Regions from separate parts of the Sus scrofa genome. Here region 2 is linked to region 1. Evidence: chromatin contacts called from public Hi-C data. All regions are on one chromosome and are shown on one strand. Each heading gives the region's core, a stretch centred on a gene start, on an enhancer-like site or on the middle of the called end of the contact. The rest is flanking DNA. Distances are from core to core; before and after follow the strand shown.

Evidence for each region. Hi-C and Micro-C count contacts between places; a contact is called where the count stands out from the background.
Region 2: a Hi-C map of omental adipose tissue shows a contact between it and region 1, with 10 times the contacts expected there. The contact joins two enhancer-like sites. A contact is called at or near these places in 4 of 47 Hi-C or Micro-C datasets (differentiating spermatogonia, liver, omental adipose tissue and 1 more).

Annotation. Positions count from the first base shown.
Region 1 is chr8:10,790,363-10,793,379 of Sscrofa11.1, forward strand. All of the region lies in intron 4 of CC2D2A (coiled-coil and C2 domain-containing protein 2A), which reads left to right. Among named protein-coding and RNA genes, the nearest start is that of CC2D2A, 13 kb to the left of the region's middle. Within about 2 kb of position 1,714, at least 3 of the 83 cell types and tissues checked have an H3K27ac peak or open chromatin away from gene starts, as enhancers often do. A contact at or near this core is called in omental adipose tissue, where this site is marked.
Region 2 is chr8:11,157,662-11,161,015 of Sscrofa11.1, forward strand. No RefSeq gene overlaps it. Among named protein-coding and RNA genes, the nearest start is that of FGFBP1, 30 kb to the right of the region's middle. Within about 2 kb of position 1,555, at least 5 of the 83 cell types and tissues checked have an H3K27ac peak or open chromatin away from gene starts, as enhancers often do. A contact at or near this core is called in omental adipose tissue, where this site is marked.

The sequences.
Region 1 (3,017 bases), core at 464-2,963:
CAGGGGCCATGGCCTGGATTTTGCAGCATTTACACTCCCTCCCTCGCTACAGTGAACATCGTTCACGATCTGCCCATTTAGGAAAATTATTACCCCTCTCTTGCTTTTCATGAAAAGTGGATTGGACCACAGGAGAAGCTGTGTTACACTTCTTAATGGTTACATAATTATTACGCAGTCGTTACCTTATTTCCCTGTAGCTGAGCTGGGGAATAAAGTAACTATGAGAAATGAGAGGGATTTGAAAGCAAGGGATGGGAAGTCCAAGCCTAAGAAAAATGGGGTTCCCACCCAAGAGCAGTGACACAGTAGAACTGTTACAAGTTTGTAAAGCAGAACCAAGCTTATTCCATAGGGTTGTGTCCTTTTCTAAATGGACAAATTATTCATTATTGGATATGACACTATGTCTTCGTGGACTCAGGCTGTCCTAACAAAGGATACCATAGACTGAGTGCCTCTCACAACAGACAGTTGTTTTCTCACAATTCTGGAGGCTGGAAGTCTAAGATCACAGTGCCCGTGTGGTCAGTTTCCAGTGAAACCTCTTCCTGACTTGCAGGTGGCTGCCATCTCCCTGTGGGCTCACTTCCTAAAGGGACACTAATCCTAAAAGGACACTAATCCTATCATATCAGGGCCCCACCCTACGACCTCACTTAACCTTCATCACCTCCTTATAGGCTCTGCTCCAAAAATAGTCACATGGAGGCTTAGGGCTTCAATATATGAATTTGGTGGGGACTCATTTCAGCCTATAGCACCACGATGGAAAATTTAGGTAGTTACTTTAAAAGCAAGGGGGGAAAAATGTCAAAAGATTGTGTCAGGTTCTGTGGCATAATGAAAAGTGAGTTCTTTCCTTCTTCCCCGAATGAGGGAAGTACTCTTCACTGTCACCATGGGGGCAATGGTGGAGATCAAATCCAAAAAGGATGGGGCAGTCCCCCCTGTGGCACAACAGGATCACCCCCACAATTTATTTTCCAGTTAGAGGATGAGAGGGGACAAGAGAAGACAAATGAAAAAACAAAATGATAAGTACACAGTATGGCCAGTGGTGAGAAGTGCTACAGAGAAAGATAAAGAATTCTCTAGACATCTGGGAGTTCCTATGGCAGCTCAGTGGTAACAAAGCCGACTAGTATCCCAAGGATGGGGGTTCGATTCCTGGCCTTGCTCAGTGGGTTAAGGATCTGGCGTTGCCGTGAGCTGTGGTGTAGGTCACAGCCCTTGGATCCTGCATTCCTCTGGCTGTGGCATAGGCTGGCAGCTGTAGCTCCAATTCAACCCCAAGCCTGGGAACCTCCATGTGCCGCAGGTGCAGCCCTAGAAAGACCAAAAAAAAAAAAAAAAAAAATGTCTGGGAAGGACCACGGTGGAGGTGAGAGGAGGGGTTGCTAGCTTTGAAAGATCATCAGGGGAAGGTCATCTTTCCAGTAAGATGATGTTTGCATAGAGGCCTGAAGGACAGGAGAGACCCTCGGGCAAGGTGGCTTTCAAGCAAGGGGGTGCTTGGTCTGTTGAAGGAACAGCAAGGAAGCCAGAGTGGCTGACAGAGTGAGCAAGAGGAAGAAGAAAATAAGGTCAGAAGGGAGGGAGGCAATTGTACCAAACGCACGGATCCTTTGGCTTTCAATTCAAGTGAGATGAGAGCCAGGGCAGGGCTGGGCAGAAAAGGAGCTGGTCGGTCTTAAGACTGAAGGCTGCTGTGCTCAGAGTCAATGCTGGAAAGAACAGGGACAGAAGCCCCCAGACCAGGTAGAGGGCAACAGCTGAAGTCCAGGTGGAGGTGGTGGGGACCGGGCCAGGGTGGGGGTGGAAGGGAGGAAAAGAAGGGCTGGGCTCTGGGAATCCGGAAGGTAGAACCGACAGGGTTTCCTGCTGGGCCAAGCAGGGGCTGTGGATGTTGGAAGGATGACTCCAGGCTCTCTGACTTGAGCAACTGGGGGAGTGGAGTCACTGTGGAGCAAGGGGAAAGGCAGCAGAAGGAAGAGATTGGGGAGCAAAATCAGCAAAGGTCACGCAAGGTTTGAGATGCCAACTTGATAGAGAGATCCCAGGGAGATGGAGGCTGCAGAGGTCTCTGCTGACCTTCTAGCTGAAATAGCTCCTCCTCCCCCATCATCTCCCTTCCCTGGTTCTGCTTTCCTTTAGAACAGCGCCCACCTCCTGGCTTCCTGCAGGGGACTGCTCCTCTAGGACAGAAGCTCCCTGAGGACAGGGCTCTGTCTTCTCCATTCCCTCTCAAACCCTAACCCCAGTGCCTAGAGCAATACTCGGTCCACATTCGGATGACTCTGACCGGCCATAACAGCCAAGGCTTCAGACAAAGCCCAGCCTTCTCAGGTTCCATGGCCTTGTGGGAGAATCAGTTGATTGAAGAGGTGATGCTGGACCGGCCAAGGGACGAGAGAGTATTTCCCCCACACCCGTGCCCTGGGCAGTAAGAACACAGATGGGGGCGCATGGTTCTATGGTGAGTTCAAGCAGGCTGGCTGCTCTTTAGCAAAAGGACTTTTCATCACCCAAGCACATTTTCTCCTCCACCACCCTTTATTATTTTTTCTCCAGTGAAACTGGAAACATAATCTTATTTCCTCTACCAAAAACTCTTTAGCCCATCTATTAAGGCTTTATGTGTACAGTTATGAAAATAGCTTTTAATATTCTCAACATAAATCAGATGTCACCAAGGCAACTGCCAAGTCATTAAAGTCCTAAATGTAATACCCTTTGGGGGCCACTCTTTTTCATTATGAAAATGCAAGCATACACAGAAATAGAGAAAATCTAGTGAAGCTTATCCTATCCAAGGATTAACAAGATTTGGCCACTTTTTTCTTGGTCTTTGCCAGAATCCTGGGGGGGGACACCTGTGGCATGTGGAAGTTCCCAAGCCAGGGGTCAAACCCACCCCACAGCAGCCAATGTAGTGACAAAGCCATTTTCTTAACCTGCTGCACCAAAAGAGAACTCCATTTACCAGAATATTTTTAACTGTTAAAAGAAAAAAA
Region 2 (3,354 bases), core at 305-2,804, 370 kb after region 1:
CACTTGCCATCCGCCTCTGCAGGGAGGGAATCATGAGCCGAGGCAGCTGCCGACCCGCAGCATCCCCTGCGTGGAGCTCAGGAGAGAGGCGCTTTGTGCGGTGGGAAAATGGGCAGAACAGGTCTTCAGAGAGTCAGATATTTTTAGGAGAAGATTTTATGAGCCCAATTCTTGCATCTCCTCAGATCTAGGAAAACACTAAAATCCTGCAAAGATGACCGATGCCTGTGACGAGCAGGCACCTTCAGGAGACCAGCAGCGACCGTCTGTGACACGCATGCCTGGCTGCACTTTTCACCTGTATCGCGTCTATCCTGACATCCGCCTTTCCTCTCTGGGGCGGTGCTTCCGAGCGAGTTGAGTTGCTGCAGCCTGGGCTGTAGTTACGTGGACAAAACAAAGGATGGCCGGGTCATCTGCAAAGGCAGTCACTTCCAAGGGCCAGAGCCAGTGAGCCCCGAGGGCAGGGAAACCTCCTCGGGAGACGGGCCGAGGCGCAAGTCAAAGGAATGATTTCCGTGAGCACAAAACCTCTTTGGTTCCTGCTCTCTGCTCATTTGTTACAAAAACTATACATCCCAGCTCCCTGCTCGGTTTCTCAGGGCTGCCTGAGATGCTGTCTCTGGGGCTTACGTCCTAATTTTGCCCCAGATAAAACTTAATTCTCAACTTTCAGATTGTGCTTTTTTTTTTTTTTTTAAGCTGACAAAAGTGTAGTCGTTTTACAATGTTGTACCAATTTCTGCTGAACTGTGTAGTGACCCAGTCTACCACACACACACACACACACACACACACACACACACACACACACATTCTTTTTCTCATGCTACCTTCCATCATGTTCTGTCTCAAGAGATTGGACATAGTTCCCTGTGCCCTCCCGTAGGGCTTTGTTGCTTATCCATTTTAAATCTAAGAGTCTGGGAGTTCCTGTTGTGGCGCCGTGGGGCGAATCTGACTAGTATCCATGAGGATGGAGGCTCGATCCCTGGCCTTGCCAAGCGGGTCAGGAATCCAGAGTTGCCAAGAGCTGTGGTGGAGGTCGAAGGCTTGGCTTGGATCCTGCATTGTTGTGGCTGTGGTGTAGGTCGGCCGCTGTAGCTCCAATTCAGCCCCTGGCCTGGGAACCTCCACAGGCCACACACAGGGGTGGCCCTAAAAAGCAAAATAAGTGAATGAATAAAGAAAGAAATAAATGTAAGTGTTTGCATCTACTAGCCCCAAACTCCCCGTCCACACCACTCCCTCCCCCATCCCTTGTCAGAGGACTTTGAAGACCTACCTCTTATGCATCATCTCATTTATCCAGATTGCCTTGGACACATGAAACCAATTTCCCACATCGTCGGGGGTGACCAGGAGCCCACACGCACCTCAGCCTCTGCTTATTGAAACCTTCTCCTTCCATCCAAACATGCTTCTCTAGAATTCCTTGTGTCACTGAATCAGTGAGACAGAAAGTCTTCACTGCCCACCCCTCCAGACTCTTCTGGAAACAGAGTGGCCTCTCTAAGGCTCTGTGTCAGCCTCACACCCATCTTTATGCCTGGAGGGTCTTTCCTTGGCTAGTGGGGAGACGCTGCCAAATTGTCTGCCCATTCATCACCACCTCCCCCGTCTCTGCCTGGAGCCCGGACTCCTGCCAGGCCTGCTAGTCCTGGCCAAGTCCCTCTGAGTGGGACGAGTCCCTGCTGTCTTGACTGCCAGGCTTACTGGTCAAACAATCTGGCCTCGGGACCTGTTTACACATTTAAAAATGATCAAGAGCCCCAACAACTTTTGTTTCCTTGAGTTACAGCTGCTACAATTTACTGTATTAGCTATCAAAAATAAGAAAATGTAAAGCCGGAGTTCCCGTTGTGGCGCAGTGGTTAACGAATCCGACTAGGAACCATGAGGTTGCGGGTTCGGTCCCTGCCCTTGCTCAGTGGGTTAATGATCCAGCATTGCCGTGAGCTGTGGTGTAGGTTGCAGACGCGGCTCGGATCCCGCGTTGCTGTGGCTCTGGCGTAGGCCGGTGGCTACAGCTCCGATTCAACCCCTGGCCTGGGAACCTCCATATGCCGCGGGAGCGGCCCAAGAAATAGCAACAATAACAACAACAACAACAAAAAAAAAAAAAAAAAAAAGAAAATGTAAAGCCATTATTTGAAGACAATAATAAACCTAGGACAGGTTAACAGGAACTTTTTTGTGTGAGAAATAATTCTGTTTTTCCAACACAAAAAATAATTAGAAGAATGGCCTTGTTTTACACTTTCGCCAATCTCTTCCATGCCTGGCTGGAAGCCAGCGGGCTCCTCCTCTCTGCGGCTGCATTCCACCTGTCATGACAGAACCCTAGCTTCGAGAAACCTTCCATGTCCACTCCTGAAGTGTGTGTGAAAAGGCAAATGGCGTCTTAGTGTATTAGGACAATAGCTTTGACTTTGCAAACCCCTGAAAGGGTCTCAGAGACCTCCCAGAAGCCCCCAGATCACAGTAAAAAGAATTGGCCATTTTTAGAATTTTTTGGCCTTATTTTGCCTTGTCTCACACTAGTTGCTTTTTGTTTTGAATTCACTGTGTGCCAGCGAGTTCTGCTTGGTTCCGAGTGCATAGGGGGAGGATGCCGACTGGATCCAGTGGTGCCATGGCTGTGGTATAGGCCATAGCCACAGCTCCAATTCGAGCCCTAGTCTGGGAACCTCCACATGCTGCAGGTGCAGCCATTAAAAAAGAAAGAAAGAAACAGAATATCACAGTCCTGCTTGCAAAGTGAGGGGCCATCCCTGCTTTTGATGGTGGCTGAATTGTCAGAGGCACCACTTCTCTACCTCAAGGTCTCGGTCAACACCGATGGCCCACCTTCCCAGGTTGGAGGCCATCCCGTGACGATGAGGCCACCTGTATGTTCCATGACCACCCTCTCACTGACAGGCTCTGACCCCTCCAAAGACACCTTGTGATAGGGCTTGAGCCTTCCCTGCAGCAGCCGAAGGACCTCTCTTCCTTGGCCATCACGCCATCCTTCTGGATGCACACGCCCTCTGCATCAGCCTCCCCAGCACAGCCTGCGCCTCTGCCGTCAGATCACCTGTTATTCCTCACCTGCCTGCCTGTGCCTTTGCTCTCTCTCACCTCTCTCCTCCCTTCCTCTCTTTCTCTCTCCTCTCCCAACTCTGTCCCCTCCCCTCTCTCCCTTCCCTGTGTCTCCCCATCCTTCCCATCCCCCGCCCCCATTCCCTCTTCCTCTGTCTGTCTCCCTTAAGCGCAAATGGGGACAGCTGTCAAGGCAAGCAGAACTCACCCACCATGGGGAACCTAGCTTCTTTGGGGACATGCTGCCTTCTAGAACTTTTTCTTGAATAT